2 separate regions of the Mus musculus genome follow, and region 1 is linked to region 2. The links are chromatin contacts, called in public Hi-C maps. All regions are on one chromosome and are shown on one strand. Each heading gives the region's core, a stretch centred on a gene start, on an enhancer-like site or on the middle of the called end of the contact. The rest is flanking DNA. Distances are from core to core; before and after follow the strand shown. Region 1 has its middle 31 kb from the start of Gm31668. Region 2 overlaps Cnst (consortin, connexin sorting protein).

The links. A called contact is a pair of places that touch in the nucleus more often than the background predicts.
Region 1: a Hi-C map of the G1E-ER4 cell line shows a contact between it and region 2, with 6 times the contacts expected there. The contact joins two enhancer-like sites. A contact is called at or near these places in 13 of 484 Hi-C or Micro-C datasets (the G1E-ER4 cell line, the HL-1 cell line, the N1E-115 cell line and 5 more).

The regions. Positions count from the first base shown.
Region 1 is chr1:179,844,602-179,850,238 of GRCm38.p6, reverse strand. No RefSeq gene overlaps it. Among named protein-coding and RNA genes, the nearest start is that of Gm31668, 31 kb to the left of the region's middle. Within about 2 kb of position 2,103, at least 166 of the 459 cell types and tissues checked have an H3K27ac peak or open chromatin away from gene starts, as enhancers often do. A contact at or near this core is called in the G1E-ER4 cell line, where this site is marked.
Region 2 is chr1:179,626,299-179,631,736 of GRCm38.p6, reverse strand. It overlaps Cnst (consortin, connexin sorting protein), which reads right to left. Exons shown (of 11, transcript NM_146105.3): 11 at 4,264-5,438. Among named protein-coding and RNA genes, the nearest start is that of Sccpdh, 39 kb to the left of the region's middle. Within about 2 kb of position 3,141, at least 21 of the 459 cell types and tissues checked have an H3K27ac peak or open chromatin away from gene starts, as enhancers often do. A contact at or near this core is called in the G1E-ER4 cell line, where this site is marked.

The DNA of each region.
Region 1 (5,637 bases), core at 854-3,353, 220 kb before region 2:
TTTTTGTTGCTGTGATAAAGCACCCTGACAAAATCAACTCCAGAGAGAAAGGGCTTATTTCAGCTCACAGTTCCAGATGCCCGGCCCACGGCAGAAACGACAAGGCAGCTTGGTCACACTGCCTCTCCAACAGGAAGCAGAGTGGGATGAACACATGTCTGTCAACTGCTCAGCAATCTTTCTCCAGTTACACAATTCAGGACCTCTGTCAGGGAATGGCTCCCCCACAGAGGTAGCTTCCCACCTCTGAACACAATCAAGACTATCTTCCACGGGTGAGTGCACACACATACACACACATGCACACACCCAATGAGTGCACACACATACACACACATGCACACACCCAACGAGTGCACACACATACACACACATGCACACACCCAACGAGTGCACACACATACACACACATGCACACACCCAACTTCCAGATCCTCTAGATTGTGCCAGGTTGACAAGTCACACTCACCATCACAAAGTATACGTGTAGTTATTGTTTTGGGGTCAGAACATCCATATTCCCTCCCCTTCAACACCAGTCAGTGCTCCTTGTTCTCAGGTCCTGGGACTCAGACTGAATTATGTCACTAACCAGCAGACCGCGGACTGTGGAACTTCTCCTAGTTTATACACGTACCCTTCTGGTTCTACTGCTCTGGAGAACCGTGCCTGCTGTAACTGGTCAAGAACTATCTCAGGTAATAGAGGCAATTAGCAAAAATGTGGGTGTGAGATAGAGATAGAGATATATAGATAAATAGATGATAATAGATAGATGATAGATAGATAGATAGATAGGTAGATAGATAGCTGGCTGACAATTTCAAGTTATTCAAGGTGGCTGGAACACAGGAAGCTGGAGGCAAAGAGAAGTGGCCATAGACAAAATCATATCATGTTTGCTAGTACCAGGAAATCCAAGATACCAAAAACATGGAACTATTCTACAAGGCCTGTTAGAGATGATCTGTGAGCATCAGGGTTCAAAATTAGCAGTATCTGATAGTATAAATCATGATATCCTTGCAGAGTCTTTGGATTAAAGGATGGATGCGCTGTTGCCATAATTCTGGTCCCAAATGTTCCCCCAAGGTCTGTGTGTTAGAAACTTGGTCACCAGCCTGTGATGTTGCTGGGGTGGTGCCCGATAGAAGGAAGTTAGGTGTCCGAGGGTGCTCTGAGGCCCCTTCCTTTCTCTCTGCTTCCCAGCTGCCACGAGGTGAATGCGCCTCTTCTGCTCTGTGTGATCACCGTCATGACCTGTGCCACCACAGGCTCAGAGCAGAGGGCGGACAACCGTGGACTGAAACTTCTGAAATCAGGAGCCAAAATAATGGATTTCCTTTTCAAAGTGGATTCTGTCAGGTACCTTGTTACAGCCATGTAGCGCCGACTCTCACACACAGCTATGCACCTCAGATCTTCGGCTCACGTTTGCTGAACTGAGCAGATAGATGCACAGATTCCCCAGGCTCAATTCCGAACACTGAGTGAACCAGGCGAGGTGTGCATACCTATAATCCCAGTACTCAGGAGGTGGAGGCAGGCAAGATGACGTTTAGAGTGAGTTTGAGGTTAGCCTGGGCCAAATGAGATCTGAAAACAAAACAAAACAAAACAAACAAACAAACAAAAGCAGGAGGAGGAGGAAAAGGACAGACCTGTCAGATTGGCAAGAAAGACAGATCCTCCAAGGGTTGTCATGTAGTAGATTCAGCTCTGCACACTAAATTACAAAAAACAGCCCTGGGGCTAGGGCAGGCCCTGGATTCTGAAGTTTGCTCCTTTGGCTATGGCATGCGTGCTGTACTTCTTTACCTGCTAGCTAGCCTACCCTCCTTCTTTGCCCCTTACCTTACTTGATAAATCTCAGCCTTTTGCTTACACACTTGTGAGCCTATCCCATAGCCTGTTGGAGCCCGTCTTCCTCTCTGGGCAGGCTCAGACTTTAACCGCGTTCCCAGGTCTACCCCCACCTCCAGAATCACCTGGGCTCAGCCTGTCTCATTCTTTGACCCTCAGGTCTGAGGTAGTCTAGAAAGAATGTCCCTGTTGGTCGGCAGCTTGGCTGGGAAAGGACAGCGCTGTCGCAGGAAGCCTGTGTAAAGCGGCCGCAACCAAAAATAAAGGAGGGCCCGCCACAAAAATTACTGACTCAGTCGAGGCCTCTGTCCCGGGAAACATTCCCCGGATAAGTCACACCCTCAGGCGGCCGAGGCTGCTCAGAAAGACCTTTTTAGAGAAACTGGAATGGGGGGTTGGGGGGAGGAATTTTCCAAGAAGTCCTGGGCGGGAAGCTAGGCTGGGCGATGGGGAAGTGAACGGCTAGTTTCCATTTGCTGCCACCTCCCGGGAGATCTGAGAACTGCAGGTCTGCCTGGGGAGCAGGGTCACCGGGACGAGCAGCCCTGAAGTTAGGTCCCACTTTGTGAGGCTGCAGTTGGAGGGAAGGTGACAATCACAGACCATTTTGATGCAAAGGAAGAAAGGAAAAGTGCAGGCTATGAGCCTTCCGTTTCCGGTAGGTTTTCATGTCCTCAATTTCTAAGCCAAAACACCTCCTGCCATTCCTCCCACTTTTCCCTTTTCCACTTCTCTCTCGACTGATGGGAACTCCCTTCCTCCTCCTTCCTAAACAGCTTTCTCCCATCAATCCATCCTGCTCAGGGCAGCCAGTTTAAAACCACTTAGTCGTTCATGGATGCCCAAGGTCCCATTGAACACCCAACTCCTCAGACCCACCCACAAACTCTTCCTCACCTTCAGGAAGTCACTCTTTCCAGTTCCGTCCACCGAGTGAATTTCTCCCCGTTCCTCTCTATCCGTTTCAACCCATTCACCCTTCAAATAGCAGCGCTCCCATCAATCACTGCTCAGGGAAAGTCCCTGACCTGCAAAACTCAGCTCCTTCTGCCATCCACTAACACTTCTCACACTATCTTCAAGGCCAGTACCACAGTCTAATGACTGTATCTACTCATTTAATTCGTATCTCATTTCCCCTAAACTGCAAATCCACTATCACTGACATATTAAATCTGACATAGTAGTAAATTCTGAATAATATTTGGAATGAAAGTCAGGCATAGTGGCTCATACCTATAAATCCAGCACTTGGAAGGCAGGAATTTAACATGATCACATACACACAGATCTATATAGCGTGTATACATTTTCATATATACACATGTATACATACACACATCCAATGTATATATATGTATATATCGTATATCTATACATATATATGTGTGTGTATTTATATATACACACATACATATAAACACATATACACATACATGCATACACGCACACACATACACACCCTGAGGCATTTTCTTTCTATCTTTCTTTTCTTTCTTTCTTTCTTTCTTTCTTTCTTTCTTTCTTTCTTCCTTCCTTCCTTTCTTTCTTTCTTTCTTTCTTTCTTTCAAGTAGGGTCTCTCTATGCTATCTTGGCTGTTCTAGAACTCACTATGTGGACCAGGCTGGCCTCGAACTTACAGAGATCTGCCTGCCTCTGCCTCCTGAATCCTGGGATTAAAGGCATCACCACTACTCCAGGCTATGTGGATTTTTCATATGCAAAACAGAAGAATGGTGAAGCCTGGCCTGCTCGGTGCATTAATAACTGTAGGCTTAGAGTTTTCAAAACCCACTTTTAATAAGGGGTTCTCAAACTCTCCGGCACCCCCCCTTCTAGCCCACCATCCAAAAGTAGGGGAGAAAAGATGGTAAACAGGACAAGGGGACGTGGGCCTGTTTAGAAGTAGTTCTTTGGGGCAACTCCAATCTCTGTTCATCATGATACCAGCAGTCCAGATTAGTAGTGTCAGGATACTGTGCCTCTCTCAATGAAGTGAAGATCAGTGAGGACTTGAGACCAACTAAGCATTGCAAAGCTAGCTTTCACGTGTCCTCCCCTGGGTCTTACCTCAGCAACGTGCCACATGAGTCTGCATCCCATGACACAACCAGAAACTTGCGCGGGAAGTAACTTTTCTTGTTGCTCTAATAAAAGCAACTGAAGGAAGGAACGGAAGGGTTTGATTTCGGCTCACAGCTTGAAGGTATGGGAGTCTGAGAGGCAGCTGTCACTGGCGCAGTCTAGGCCTCTGCCCCGAGAATCATTCCCTAGAAAAGTCACAGCCCGCCTTAGTGGAGGAAGCAGGGGGAGATGAAGGCCTTCTCAGCTTGCCTCTTCCTTTTTCTTCAGTCCAGGACCCCAGTCCACCGGAAGGTGCCGCCCACATCTAGGGTTGGCCCTCCCACCAAATTACCCCATTCTAGAAGCACCTCGCAGGCACGCCCAGAGATCTGTGTCCTAGGAAACTCTAGATCCTGCCAAGTCGACTGTCTTTATTAACTGAGGCGGCAGTGCATTGATGGGTAAGGGGGATGATGTGTGGGATAAAGGGAGCAGAACTGAGGGGTGAAGTGAGGAGGGACCATAGCAGAAAGAAAGCCACTTATATGCCCCATTACAGGGGAATGCCCGGATCAAGAAGTGGGAGTGGGTGGGTAGGGGAGCAGGGCGGCGGCGGGGGGTATAGGGAACTTTCGGGATAGCATTTGAAATGTAAATGAAGAAAATATCTAATAAAAAATTGAAAAAAGAAAGGAAGGAAGAAAGAAAGAAAGCCAGCCACTGAACTGGTGACTCGTAAAATCCTGATGGTGCCAATAGGTAAATAACAAAAGAAAATAAATATTGAATCCCCCTGTTCTAGTTAATTCTTGTTGTTATGATAAGACATTTGGCCAAATTCAGAGGAGGAAAGAATTTATTTATTTATACTTCCTGGTCACAGTCCATCACTAAGGGAAGTCAGGGCAGGAACTTGAGGCAGGAACCTGGAGGCAGGGGCCACAGAGGAGCTCTGTTTGCTGGCTCACCCCCTGGCTTAGACTCAGCTAGGTTTCTTATAAAGCCCAGGTGCAATTTCTTAGGGATAGTGCCACCCATTGTGGACTGGGCCAATCTGATCTGGGCAATCCCTCAACTGAGGCTCCCTCAGGTGACCCCAGACTATGTCAAGCAGGCGGCTAGGGCTAGTCACCCTCAGGTAATCCCCCCCCGGGGGGGCGAGGGGCAGGTTCCAGAATAGGTGATGTCATACTGTGGGAGGGAGTCAGACACCTACTTGAGTGTCATGTAGTTGTGACAGCTCTTGGACACCAGAGGGCACTCTTGAGATTTTTGGGGGGCAGCTTGTCCTGGACGTGTGATGAGGGCTGAGGCACCGCCCTGTAACTGTGCAGCAGGCTGGGCCAGCTGTTCATTCAAGAGAAGTGCTCTGTCTGTGAGGTGCCAGCCACCCAGAGTGGCCATTGTGTTTTAATTCCTTACTGTGTTTTAAACCCCTTCTTTGGAAAAACAGCACCTTAGTTATTGGTTTTAGAGTTAAAATCTTTGCCCTTATACTTTGGTAGGATAGTAAATCAAGAAACTTTTTACCATAGCCAAGAGGTGGGCAGATGAACTAGGTAAGGATACTCACAAAATCTTTGAGACTAAATGTGTGTGTGCTGTGTGCATGTATGCTTGGATATGCATACACATATGTCTGCTGATACATGCAGTATCTTCCTTAAAAAAGGGTCAGCCAGCTCCAGGGAGCCTCATGTTTCTACTTG
Region 2 (5,438 bases), core at 1,892-4,391:
TTCACACTCTGGGGCCCGTTTGTTTCTGCCACCGTGAGAAAATTGCTTTTTTTTTTTTTTTTTTTAATCTGAGATTCATTCATATAACTACTCAAAGTTATCTGAGTGTTTTGTTGCTGGAGTGCTCAGCTGCACTGTGTTTCCAGGTCTGGGTTTCCACAGTTAAGGCAGCTGTGAACATTGGTGAAGATTGGTTTAAAATTATTTGTCTGGGGGTGGGGGTGCGAAGGGTCCTTTACCATGTTTCTGGTGGTCAGAGGATAACTCGAGGAAGCCATTGTGGGTCCCAGGGATTAACAGGCTAGGTGGCTTTAGCGGATGAGCTATCTCTCCAGCAGTGACATTTGGCACATCCCTAAGTAGTATGTTACTGGGATTCTGAGAGACTGTACAGACTCAGGAGGTAGCTGTGGCCCATACAATGTCTTCCTACACGTGAACCCACTCGGACTCAGTCTGCACTGATTGGTCTCCTTGGCCATGTTTTGAAGTTTTCAGCACATAATAAGCCCGTCTTTTTTTTTTTTTTTTCTAAAGTTATTTATTTATTATATGGAAGTACACTGTAGCTGTCTTCAGACACACCAGAAGAGGGTGTCAGATCTCGTTACGGATGGTTGTGAATTACCATGTGGTTGCTGGGATTTGAACTCAGGATCTTCGGAAGAGCAGTCAGTGCTCCTAACCCCCGAGCCATCTCTCCAGCCCTAGTCCAGTCTTTTAAATGCTCCTGTGAACAAATCTTTTTCAGATCATTAATCGAGATGCATAGAAACAACAGATTGTGTGTGTGTGTGTGTGTGTGTGTGTGTGTGTGTGTGTGTGTGCATGACCTTGAACTCGGCAACACCTTTGAATTTGTCAGTCTGGAGCTTTCATGTGGCTTCTTTGCTGTCATCTGTGAAGTTTTCCTTCCTGTCTTCCAAACTGGATGTCTGTTTCTCCCATCTACTTTCTTCAACTTTATCTTCCTTGCTATGCTGAGCAGTGATAGAGAACGGGTACCCTTCCTCCTTCCTGATAGATCACAGCTCAGCCTTTTAGCATCGCTACCTGCACATTCCTCAAAGCCCTTCAAAGACCCTCCTAGTCTTTTCCTAATCTTCGTTTAATCACAAAAGAACGATCGATACCTTTTTTACACCCATAATTTTCCATATGGTGACCATAATTTCCCACCCCCATATGTTCTACCAATGTCACACCAAATTCCTTATGTAGAACTGTCCTTGCACTGTCTGTCTGTCCATGCAGTCTGGACATTTTAAGTGTGCAGAGGAAGCTCGCTCATTTGCATTTTCTTGGTGACTTTTAAGAGTCAGTATCTTTTCATGTACTCATTGGCTATTTATATGTTCTCTCTTATGAGGCCTTTCAAAGTTGTCATAATTCTGAATATATATATGTATATATATATATATATATATATATATATATATATATTCTAAATTTATAAGGTCTTCAATGAATTCATTGTGAGGCTCTGACTGTCAAACCTAATGACTTGAATTTGATCCCCAGGACCAAATGGTGGAAGGAAAGAACTGACTTTTAAAAGTGTCCCCGGCTTCCACACACACATGGGCAAGGACCCACTGCCCACACCAACACAACTTTACAAAAACATTGTGACTATTGTCTTGCATCTGATTACTGCCTCTCATTTTCCTAACATTATATGAAAAGCACATTTTTAAAAAGTCCAACTATCACTTCCCTTTTACCCTCTCTTACTGTGCTCTAAGAAATCCCTTTTTATACAAAAGTTACCAAGCTAATCCTGGGTTCTTCTAGTGACCCTATAGTTTTAGGTTCCAGGCCTGAAGCCTATTCATTTCAGATTTAATTGTTTATGCTAATTAGTTTCACGACTAGACGTGCAATTTTGACAGTGTTATTTGTTGAAAGGGCCTGGCTCCTTTGTGGATCACTTGGGTGTGCTCATGTGGCCTTTAGGTCTCCCTAGACACCAGTCTGACTGCTGTAGAACAAAACGTTGAAAAACAGGCAAAGGGCCTCCAACCATCTTCTAGGTCAGCTGTCTCTCAAGCATTTTAAACTGTCAATTTCTAAAAATTGCTGCAATTTGAATTTGAATCATGTCTGTTACCTCTATGAACAATTGGCTCTGTGAATGGCCAACAGTCTATTACTGAGCCATATACTCGGTTTGGTTTCTTGAGACAAGGTCTCAATGTGTAACCCAGCCTAGGTTGTCACCTTCAAAAACACAGGCGACAATCTCTGGCTGGTCTGGGAATAACCAACTAGGCTGGCTGGCCAGGAGACGTGGGCATCCTCCTGCCTCTACTTTCCTACACAGAGACTGCAAGTGCGTTTTCACGTGGGATCCTGAGGTCCTTGTATTTACTGGCCAGGCAGGTGCTTTACTGGCTGAGCTGTCCCTGCCTCTCTGACTCTGTCCTAGCAACTATTTTCTTTAAAAGATTTTGGACATAGTGGTGGACTAGCAATAGTGACTTTAGCTTCTTGGTTTTCTCACTGTCTTTATCTTGTTTCACTATTGGTCTCATAAAATGGGCCAGCAGTACTTTTTTTTTTTTTAAGAGCATTTTGTGCCCTGAGTACTTCTTAAATGACTGCCATATTGACTGGCAACACTCTCTAGCCCTAGTTTTCCTTGTGAGGTGGTTTTCAATTCAGGGCAATTAAGACTTTACTTATTTATCTGACACTGTCTTGTGCACAAGGGGCAAACAAGCACCAGCCTGAACCCTTCTGTTTTGAACAGCAAGCTTTGGCTGAGATGATTCCCACTGCTAGAAACCTGCCTGCTACCAACTGAGCAGTGCTCACAGCGGCTGTGATGCAGTACTGGTTACATAGTAACCACCAGACCTTTGGCAGTCAGGAAAGATGGCTGCTTGACTTTCCTATCAGCTGCTGTGAGTTCCTTTATTCCCAACAGTGCAGAATGAAAGAACTTGAATTTCCAATCCTCTAGGTAGCACGTTGTTACCTAGTTTCTTTTTGGTTCCTTCTTTACAAATACATTCCCTTATCAGACGCAAGCTCTTTAAGCCGAGTGGGGCCCCCAGCCCTCTCACTGTGCTTACAGGGCTGGCAATCTGATGTGTGTAAGGGGGCAGAAGGCAGCAAACACGAGCTGCTCAGCACCAGACACAAAGCCACGCCCAGCTTACTACATTGCTATTAAAGTCCAAAAGCCCCAGAGGCACTCGTACAGTCTCTGCAGGTGCAGGTCATGTGAGGGAAACAGAAGTGTAGTGGAGCCGAGCATCACCAAACCTGTGGCTTAGAGATGTACATGTGCTTATTCAGACACAGAATGCATCAATGTCAAAATACTACAAACGCCACACAAGATCAACTGTGCCCAAAGCAATGAGAGCTTACAGAGGTCTGCCTGCTAGCAGTAGGATGAAGAACCCAGCCTCTCGAAGGGGATGAGCAGGGACGGAGGGGAACAAGAGTGTACCAGGTAATGAAGATGCTCAAAATGCATTATCTACACGTATGCAAGTGTCATAATGAAACCCAGTATTAATAGATGCTAATAATGAAAAATAACCCGCCTATGTATGGGGAGTGAGTGTCACAAAGGCCAGTGTCAGGAAAGGAGGTCACCAGCCGAAGGCTTCTTTGGTCTCCATTTTCCCTCTGTTCAACACCCACCGCCCCACCCTGGCCCCACCCAGTCCTTCCTCACTGCTCCCCTTAGGCTATGTTGTCCTGCCATTCAGGAGACCCAAATCACATCTGCCCTTGCAAAATAAGCCTGACCTTCAAACTTCAGCTCCTCAGCACCTCTCACACCCCAATTCACAGACTGATAAAATCAGACTCTGGACTTGATTTTCAAGTCTAAAAGGATGCAGCACTTGAGAGTGGAGCCTGGTTACTAGTCAGGCAGAGAGGTATTTTAAAAGCTGAGAACTGTTACTTAGGGACGTTACGATGTCCTCAAAATAGAGGTGATAAGATGGCTCAGTGGGAGAAAGCGCTTGCTCTCAAGCGCATGACCTGAGTTTGAGCCTCTGGACCCTAATGGTGGAAGGAGAGAAGCGACTCCGTTAAGTGTTCTTCTGACCTCCACATGGACACTGTGGCACAATTGTGGTCCCTCCCCAAAATATGTGAATGTAATTAAAAAAAAAAAAGACTTGCTCCAAATAGCTGGCATCTCCTTCAGGGACTGGCCCGACCTCTGGCATTATAGTTTGCTTTCAAGCACGTCCCCCAACACCCAAAGGGTTCAAATAAATTCTCGGAGACATTTTGTTGGTGTAGATTTTAAATTACAAGCTTGATTTGACACCCTCAAATACAGTTCTTCAGAACTCTAGGTATAAATAGTTGTCAGTACTTTCAAATGAGAGGAGGAGTGACATTTCAGCATAGTTGTCTGATGCTTGTACGTAGGATAGCATCCTCTCACCTGCAGGGGGATACTCCAATTCATGCAATAAATGACCATTACAGGTTTCAAAGGTACCCTAGGTTTTCTAGGTGAGAGTTCACACCCACTTTAGGTCACGAGGTCAGTCTGCTCCCGATCACTCTGGTTCCCCGAGTGGTGAGCACCGGCTCCTTGGATACACAACTGGGTCACTGGTTAGCCAGGTATCATTTCAGCCCTTTCTTTTACTGGATTCTCCCAGGAAACCCAGGGTTTTGGAAATGTGGCCAAGGTGGCTGAGAGGCAAATACAACATCAGAGATCACACGGGACTCTGAGTGACCGAAAAGAGGTGAACAGGAGGGAGATTTGAACTTTTCTTGACATAAAATTGGCAGAAACAAAGATCATCAAATCCCCGCAGCTAGAAATCATGAGGGTGAAATGTCTGTGTATCGAGAGGAGCCTGCACAGATGACCTCGCTCGTGGCTCCTATAGAACCACTGTTCCAGGATGATGGGACCTATGTTACATATGATATGAATACAAAGTCTTAAAGTTTATAGTAGGACATTAAAATAATCTTCTAATAAAATCAGCCTTAGGTATAACGAATCTAAATTTCAGCATTCTGTATACTTCTAAATAAATAACTCTGATCTATACCCATCGAAAATATTACAGTTTATGGTGACATAAGAGATAAGCCACGCAGTATTATAAGTGAAAATAAAAAGTCAATTTCAAAATAAGTCTAAAAATACACGGAGCTGAAATGGTATAAAATCCAAACACTAAGCATCTAATTAAATAGGCAGCGGTGGGATGAAGGAATGCAGGCTCAGCAGCGCACGCTCAATTCATAAAAAAGCTCCTTAAGTTCACACTCCAAATAAATAAGCAGAGACACAAAGGAAGGTACTGTGCCAGCCAGTAACACCTGCAAAGCCAGTTTTCTCCTTCCTTCCAAACGATCCCGACAGGAAAACAGAACATAACGGTCACTTGCTAAAAAACTATAATTCATGATTTTTAAAAAAAGATGTTGCCTCGAAT